Linked DNA regions of Gossypium hirsutum: region 2 is linked to region 1. Evidence: chromatin contacts called from public Hi-C data. All regions are on one chromosome and are shown on one strand. Each heading gives the region's core, a stretch centred on a gene start, on an enhancer-like site or on the middle of the called end of the contact. The rest is flanking DNA. Distances are from core to core; before and after follow the strand shown.

Evidence for each region. A called contact is a pair of places that touch in the nucleus more often than the background predicts.
Region 2: a Hi-C map of leaf shows a contact between it and region 1, with 3 times the contacts expected there. The contact joins two enhancer-like sites. A contact is called at or near these places in 3 of 34 Hi-C or Micro-C datasets (anther and leaf).

What each region holds. Positions count from the first base shown.
Region 1 is chrA13:50,195,636-50,200,323 of Gossypium_hirsutum_v2.1, forward strand. No RefSeq gene overlaps it. Among protein-coding and RNA genes, the nearest start is that of LOC121212761, 19 kb to the left of the region's middle. Within about 2 kb of position 1,991, at least 5 of the 9 cell types and tissues checked have an H3K27ac peak or open chromatin away from gene starts, as enhancers often do. A contact at or near this core is called in leaf, where this site is marked.
Region 2 is chrA13:50,690,504-50,695,191 of Gossypium_hirsutum_v2.1, forward strand. It overlaps the pseudogene LOC107893786. Among protein-coding and RNA genes, the nearest start is that of LOC121213170, 87 kb to the right of the region's middle. Within about 2 kb of position 2,063, at least 7 of the 9 cell types and tissues checked have an H3K27ac peak or open chromatin away from gene starts, as enhancers often do. A contact at or near this core is called in leaf, where this site is marked.

The DNA.
Region 1 (4,688 bases), core at 741-3,240:
TACCTGGGTGAGAGCAGGTGACATTTTCAGCATGGTATGCTGATTTGTAGCCAGCATCATAGGACAAGGACTGAAGTATCTGTAAGCTTCCTGGTTCAATACCTTGCAGCATGCAACTTTGCCCCCCATGCTCGAACCTCATAGTGAGAGATTGAAAATTCCAAACAACAGCTCCTAAAGAAAGTAGCCACTATATCCCTAGCACTAAGTCACACCCCTTCACTAGAAGGACCATGAAATCAGTTACAAACTTGTAGCCTTGTGTCTGCCAGTCAATAGCTCTACATAACCCTTTTGTGCACAAACTTCCCTCATTAGCGACCATAATCTTCATTTGTTTAGCTAGTTCAATAGGTAAGTTACCCCTCTTGACGATTTTGTAGTCCACAAAATTGTGAGTGCTCCCAGAGTCGACCAATATTATCACATCAAATTGCCCAATTTTGGCTGCTATTCTCATGGTGTTGTGTCATTGGGATCCTTGTAAGGTGTGTAATGAGAGAACGGAGGGGTTGGGTTCAGCTTCTTGTTCTGTATTTTCAAGTTGCTCGGGGCAGTCCTAAAACTCCTCTGTTGGTGAGTTGATGGCTTCCACTCCCAATTCATTATGACATCCCACCACCAACTGGTATAGTTGGGACTTCACGCATTTGTGTCCCGGAGTATACTTTGCAGCGCACCAAAAACATAGACCTTTTTTTCTCTTATCCTCCATTTCGGCTTGAGACAAGGCTTTGGTAGGGGTTTGATGGTTGTTTAAAGGGCTTTTCTGAGGGCCAAGATTCGATGAGGGACCTCCAAGAACTGGTACATGACTGATAGGTTTGGGGTTAGAAAAGAGGGGTTTGGAGTACCCTCCACTCCCTCCAACCGAGGGAGGCCTTTTAACAGTATGTGTCGATACAATACCTTCTACCTATTTGGCATACAATACCTTCTACCTATTTGGCTAACATATACGCCTCTACCAATGTTTGGGGTTTGAATAGTCTGAGGTACTGACCAACTTCTACCTTGAGGTTACTTATGAATATGCTTAATGCGTAGGGTTCAGGCAAGTGTAACTGGTTGAGGATACTTACAAACTGATCGTGGAATAGGTCCACCGTTCCCTGTTGCTTCAAGGTTACTAGCTCAGTCATCGGGTCAGTGAAGTTGGAGGAGCCGAATCTCTCTTGCAACCCTCGGGCATAGGTTTCCCAAGACAACATTTGAAGTCCACCTTGTCTTTGGCTAAAAAAGTGGTGCCAATCCAGGGTTTTCCCCTCCATATAGAGCATAACAGTTCGCACATTGTCCTATTCCAACACACCTTCAGCTTTGAAGAATTGCTCTAACTTCGACCACCATCCCCGGAAGTCTTCACCATCAAACCTCGGGCAGTCGAACTTGAAGTTTCTACCCATGGAGTCTAAGGTACTAGCCCTTGAATGTATGCTTATATGACTAGACTCAACCATAGGCGATAGCAAAAGCGACTCCTTTGGTGGGAACCCAGGAGGTGTGCCTCAAGTACCCCTTTTCCCTTGTCCGATGTTTGTCCCTAAGTAGGTGGTGTCGCACGCCCTATCTGCTGTTCAAAAAAATTCTGAAGCTCAGTGCGAATGCCAACTTTTACATTTTCGTGGAACTCTTTGAATTGGGACCCCATTCGAGCGTCCATTTGGGCTAAATTGGTTTGCAGTTGAGTGAGTTCCTGTTGCATCAGCCCCATGTCTTTCTGCATGTTTCCCATGTCCTTTTGTAACCTCGTGGTGACTCCCTCACCGGCCATCGAGAGAAGCTCTGATACCTTTGTTACCGTCGGTAACATTACTGGAAGAACAAGAAATGAAGAAGAAAGAAGTAGGAGAGGAAGAGATGAAAGCAGTTGAGACAAGAGAACCAAGAAGGGAGAATAATTCAGTTTTTCATAATACCCCTCATGTCTGTCATACGGGGTTAAAAGAGTGCAGCACAAACGCACAGACAGCTGTCAATACAAACAGGACAAAACTCACCGTTTAAAGAAAACAAAACAGACAAACGTAGCATTTGACGCATGATAATTAGAAATTAAAAATAGTGTGAAATAAACAGAGTTGAAACCGTGGCCTTCCATTTTGGTCTGTATCAAAATAGTTGATAGGCTAAATCATAAATAAAACCCAAGAGGTAAATAACATTGACAGCCCACTCATAATCTTGTGGCATGGGTTATCCTTAAAAAGAGCTTTCCGCGAGGTTTCACTTGTGCAATAGGTAACCGATTTTTGCAAAAAAATTATTACAAAGTTTGTGATATTTTTAGTAAATTGTTGAATTTTCGCAACTTTATAATGTTCTTAGTATTGTAATTGTTTCAGTAAATTATTGAACTACTTATTACATTGTGATGTTTTCAATAATTTTGAAATGTATTTTTTAGAGTTATTGAATTTATTACAACTTTGTTTTCAGAAATTTTGTAATGTCTTTCTAATTACCGAATTCAACTTTGTAATGTTTTAGTAAATTACTAAATTTCTTTAAAAAATTAAAGTATTCAGTAACTTTTTAACGTTTTTAGTAAATTACTAAATCTTAACTTTATAATGTTTTCAGTAATTTTGTAATGTTTTTAGAATTATGGAATTTATTACAACTTTGTAATATTTTAGTAATTTTTAATTTTTTTAGTAATTTTGTATTATTTTCAGTAGTTATTGAATTTCTTATAAGTTTGTAATGTTTTCAGTAATTTCGTAATATTTTCAGTAATATTGAATTCTTACACATATGTAACTCTTTGCAATAACTTTGTAATATTTTAAGAATTGCTGAATTTATTATAACATTTTAATTTTTTCAGTAAATATTTTAATTACTTATGTAATTTTTTACCAAGTACAAAATCCAACTATGTAATGCTTTCATAATTTACTATTTTTTTTACAACTTTATAATTCTTCTTGTAATTTTGTAATGTTTCCACAAATTACTGAATTTCTTAAAATTTTGTTATGTTTTCAGTAATTTTGTCATGTTTTAGGATTTACTGAAATTATTCAACTTTGAATGTTTTCAATAAATTATTAAATTTCTTACCATTTTTAATGTTTTCAGAATTTTATAATGTTTTTTAATTTTTTTACAATACATATACTATGGTTTAATGTGTAATTGTATCTATAAATTTTGATTTTGTGTAATTTTATACATAAAAAATTAATTTGATCAATTTTTTGTAAATTATTAACACAATTATTGATATAATATGATTTTATGTTTATATATTGCATACATAAATAATTATATTTATCTAATATAAAAATAAATTGATGTTTTTATTTTTTTAAATATATATGATTAAATCAAAATTGAAGTTTCAAGTATATATTTGAATAAGTTTCACGTGTATAATTACGCCAAATTAAAATTTATATATATAATTACATATTAAATCAAAGTTCATATATAATTTTGATATTTATCCATATTGAATTCTCTCTTTTACGCTGCCAAACCCTTTTTTTTTTCTTTCTTTCACTGTTACAGATTTTAATTGTTCTAATCTAACGGTTCTTGTTGCTCCAAGTGCTTGGGAAGCTATTTTTAGAATTTTCCTAAAGACCATCAGTCCTTTATTTAGTAGAGACCCTTACTTGATTTTGGGTTGAACTTGGAATGGAATGTTTGTGGTTGTAGTTTGGATTCTAATATATTATTCATGTCCAACATCAATATTCTTGATCTTTTAAATAATATATATTTGAAAGATTATTATATAACAATATTTTTAAAATTAAAAATTTAGCCTTTCATGTCTCTACCTCTGCCACAATTCTCTACACCTTGATTTTTCTTTTTTATTTTCACCTTGTTTGCAACTACTTTTGAGTGATATTCATGGAAGCAAAAGTCCGCTGGACTCCACCGACTAAAGCCAGCACATAAATAAAAACTCGCTCTGCTTTCTTTGAAAGCCATGGTGTTATTGATACCTTTACTAGTTTTTGGGAGGATTCGTTTAGTGTTTTTATTTTATTTTATTTTACTTTATTTTCTTCTATTTTCGTCAGTTTTTAGTTGTTGTAACACATACAGAACTTGTCAAGGCAAGAGCACGGCGAGATGTTTTAAGAACCAAGAATATTTAAGACTTGGTTTTCAAACTTCATTAATGTGGATGTTTGACATTAACCAATTGATTGACTAGGTTTTGTTGTAGATTGTTAGAAACCATAATAGGTACGTACAAAGAATATCTTTCTTTCCTTCCATTGTTCAAGAGTCATCTGTAGGATATTTAATACACAAAGATAACAACTAGCGACCTTAACAACTAACAACAAACTAACTGCTCTTAACTAACTTTGGCTATACAGGAGATACTCATAACATGCCTCGATCTTTTGGTGAGCTTTCCTTTCCCAAGCATTATTGACCACTCGAAGCTAAGCTCTAAATTTGTTAACTTCTTCAAGTTGTAGAGCTTTTCATAAGGACTGCACCATTGAAGTATGGGAGTAGGAAGTCTGTTGGCTAAGTGAACTGCATGGGCAAAGGCATAGGACCAAAACTTTAAAGGTATGGACGCCTGAGCTAAGAGAGTAAGGCCTATGTCAACAACCTGCCTGAGTTTTTGTTCCTCAACCCTATTTTGTTCGGAGGTGTGAGGACACGAGACCCTGTGTTGGATACCAAGTCGAGAGAGCTCGCCCAAAAGA
Region 2 (4,688 bases), core at 813-3,312, 490 kb after region 1:
AGACATTGCACTTCTGATCTATCTGGAAAAAATTCAGCTGCACCATATGCAAATGCTAAGGCTGGTTAGAAGAAAGCTGATAATACCAAAACTAAAACAACAGAAAATATTGAGATCATGATATTATTTATAACCTTAAGTTTACTTTCTTTCAGATAACAAAGGTAGGATGTAATAACCTTCTAACTAAAAAACAAAAACTTATCACATCGGAAAGAGCAGCAAAAGTAAACAGTCGTAGCACAAATAATAAATAAGAAAATTCTGAGGCATGAAGAAAACCTATTTTTTTCCAACTCTTCCCCTTAAAAGCAGCAACAGCATTTCTTAACGTCTCATCCTGCAATCAATAAAAAACCAAAAACAATTTAAGAAAACAGGCAGCACACACAAAGAATGAATGCAAGTAAACACTGAAGGCAACTTTAATTGTTCTACAATCCATAAAACAACTCACCTGGACTGATTCAATGTTTTCTAACCATATCATAGGGAAAAAAAGCATTTTACCTCAGCCGTAATTCATAAAAATAATGCAAATACAGAAGGGGAAAAAAATGCATTACCTCTTCCGGTGTCCAGCCACCTTTTGCTCGCCTAATAGGGCCAGTAGTTCTCCTGCAAATTCAGTATAACAATACAATTGCTCTTGGACGGAAACATTATTGAAAACAATAAAGCTCTTAAGTAATTGATTAACAGCAAGTTTGAGCACTAGATAGAAATGCTCAACAATATCGCTGGTGAATCCATAGCTAATGTAATCAGCAATCATAAACACCTCCACAGAACACAAATGCGAAAAAATAAAAGCAAAAAAAGCAGAATCCAAACAAGTACAGCAACGAAACAAAGCTAAAGAAATTATTCCCGGACAATACCGATGATTTGGTGATGTTGGTGCTGGACTAGATACGCCTGGTGACTTTACAACTGCATTGCCACCGCCTTCGGATACAGAAGAACTTGAAGCGGTAGTTAATTGCTTCTTGTAAAGACAACGTTCCTCCAGCCTCAGTTCAGCCATCACTTTCTAATCAATCTCAAAAAAGAAGGAAAACGCTTTAATAACTTATTCATGGCCGTTTCAAATACTTGAGAATCCTCCTTTTTTACCAAAATCCCAAATCCCAGCACCACCGAACACATAAAAAGACAAAACTCAGATCTTAATTCACTAATCAGATAAAAAAAAAGAAAGAAAATACCACATCGGTTAAACATAATTCTAGGGTTTAACACCCCCGTGCCCCCCAAAAAAAGTAAAAACCCAACGAAAATTTTCGCGAATCAAAGGTGCTTGAGGTTCAAGAAACATGACGATAACGGTAAATAGAAATTTTAAAAAAAAATCAAAAACCAGAGAATTCTGATTCAAGAAGATAAACCCACCTGAGTGGCGGGAATCAAGCTCCAGCTGCTTCTAGAAGAATCCTATTCGAGCCAAAACAAGAATTTATGTTGTTGACTCAGGAAGATATGTCGACAGCAGACTACGAACAGGAATTTTTATGACTTAGCAAATATGCCTGGAGTTGATGCTAACTGAAGAAGAAAGTTGTAGACGATTCCTTCGGGGATTGAAAGATGATATCAAAGTCTAATTAGTTGCCCACAAAATTCGACGATTTGTTGGTCTTGATGAAGAGAAAAAATGGTGGAACAGGCCATGAGCTTGGATAAGAAAATCGAGCTCAAGGAAAGAGAACAGGGGGAACTGGTGCACTACCGTTTTCAAAAAGAGCTAGAGATTTTTGAGGACCCAGGAGGACTGCTCCATATGATGTTTGAACAAAGAGAGGTCACTCGACGTAGCCGTCTGTGCCTGTTGCTAGTATGGAAGGTTCAGTTCAAGCCACGAATAATCTAGATTGTGAGCATTGTGGTAGGAAGCATAGAAACAAATGCTGAAAAAAGAAAGGAGTATTTTGCTTGAGATTTGCCAGAGAAATACGAGTGATGCACCTGCACCGAATCAGGGATCTACTCCCACTCCACGGGGTCGAGGTTCCACCCGAGGTGGTATCGCATCTGGAGGTAATGAGAGAAACGTTGTGGACTCTGTTTCTACTCAGCTAAAGGCCAAGGCTCCAACCAAGCATATGTTGCATGTACTCAGGGAGAAGGTGAAATGGCCTAGTTTTTGCCAGTGTAAAAAAAAAAAAAAAAAAAGGCATTTTCAGAACCCAATTTCGTAAACCGGGTCAATAAAATTATAAATAGAAAGATATACGTATTTTATATGAAAATATATTAATGGAAGGTCGTGTAATTAAATTGAAAAAATTAATTAATTATAATATAAAGATTAAATTGTAACAATGTAATTACTATTAAATTTTTAAATAAAAAATATTGAAAAGGGTTTAAATATTAATATAACCAAGGACTAGCTCATCAGTTAGCCATTTTAGGCTCTTGAAGTAGTGGAAAGGATGATTTAATCCATCCATTTCCATGTTAATAGTTGAGATTTAATCATGACATGTAAATTAATAATTAATTTAGCTCAATTAATTACTAACTATATGTATATGTAAGTGATGAAAAGTGGAAAGAGAAAATGAACATCATTTTTCATTCTTCTCCTATTTATAATAATTTAAAAATTATTACAGTATGAAAGTAAGATATTATCCTTGATATAGTAAAACAATGAAGTAAAATGACAAAAAAGGAAATTTTGAGTTATGTTAACATTGGGAAGTATATTATGATATATTAATTCAAGAATAAATACTCAAAATTTGAGAGGTTAAAGTGTAAATATGAAAAAATTAAAGGACCAATAGTGCAAATATTTTAAGGGTGAAATGATCTAGAAACTAAGGAAAATGGATGAATTAGGACCAAATTGAATAGGTGAAGAATTATGAGGGACTAAATCGTAATTTTACCAAATTAACTAATAACTCAAGGATGAAATTTTAAAAGATCACAAAGGGCAAAATGGTCAATTAGAAAGAGAGAAATCTAGAAGGCAATGATGATGTTGGTGATATTTTAGATTAATTAAATAAATAAATATTAATTTATTAATATTTTAATGAAATATTTTAATGAAATATTTTATTTTTATTATTTTATTATTATTTTATTTAATATATAAGGAGATTCATGCAACCAAGGTGAGAAAGAGAAAAGAAAGAAAGAAATTTTCTTTTCTTACAATTTGGTCTTTCACCAAAAATCCACAATTTTCACCTAAAAACCAAAAGAATTTTCATAGCCATCAAGAGAGAAAGATAATAAGGAGACTATGGGGAGCTAGAATATCAAGTTAGATTCAAGAAATAGAAGTTTGAGGAGAGATAAAATCAAGTTAAAGATTGAAATCAATAGAACAATGTAAGAATATCAAGACTCCAACATATTTTTTTAAAGTTTATATTGAAAAAGCATGAAAATAATGTTAGAGTTTTTTTTAAGGTTCTATGTTCTTGATATGTTAGTGAAGGGAAATAAGAGGAAGTGATGGGAAATATTATAGAGAAAGGAAATAAGGGTGTTATAAACTTGGTAATCAACATTTTGCACTAAAACAGTTTTAGACAGTAGCAGTAGTTTAAATTTTAAAAATCACCAAAAATTGTCGAAATAGAATTAGAGGTTTAATAAATATGAAATTAAATTTTATTGAGTCTAGTTTTTCATAGAAGAAACGGTGTAAGCAATGGAATTGTAAATTATGAGATATAATAAATTATGCGAGACAAGGTCAGAATAATTTCGGGTTCCCCTGTTCTGATTTTGGAAAATCATTAAAAATTGTAAAAAACATACTTATGGGTTTAAATTTATATTTTTAAATTCTAAATGATTATATTTTCAATAAAAACAAATGGAAACATCATTCAAACCCCATACCAAGAGATAATTATTTTTTAGTAAAGAAAGGTCGAAGCTGTCAAATAGCAGAACAAAGATAAATTTGAAGATCTTACTGTGCTTATTGATTAAATTATGAATTCTAAAATTTTTATGGTAGAAATATATTTGAGTCTAGTTTCAAAAACATCAAGCAAATCTTAATTTAGAATTTTGTATCTTAAGATATAAATAATTTAGTGACTATGACTCAAATGGACAGCTTGATATGAACATATAAGTAAATAGTGGAATTATATATACATTGAGGATGTGGAATGGAGAGGAGGAGGAGGAGGAAAATATATGAATATTCAGATAGCATAGGTTTATATTAAAAATGGATAATTTTCATGTTTTAGGTTCAGGGACTAAATTGAATAAAAGTAAAACTTTAGGGGCAATTTTATAAAAATATAAAAAATGACCAAATTGCATGAAATGAATTGTTTTATTATTTAAATTAATAAATTGAATGAAATTATTAATTTAGATCAAGACTGGGTGGAAAATAGAGGAAAATAGAAAATTTCTAAAATGCCCCTGAATCTTGATATTTCTGCAATATAGCCAGGTAAGTTCGTGTAACTAAATTGTGTTTATTTTTATGCTTGAATTGAGTGTGGTACGTGTTTATGTGAATTATATAAATGTTATAATGTATGAAATAACCATATGTCTGTTAATGTCCGGAAAATGTTAAGTTCCATTTGAATAATGAAATTCGATGGATACATGATTTCCCGTGTTGAATGTAGTCCTACATATGTTGCGGACAGAATATAGCTCGGACGAGCAATCCTGTTTTAAGCCCTCTCGAG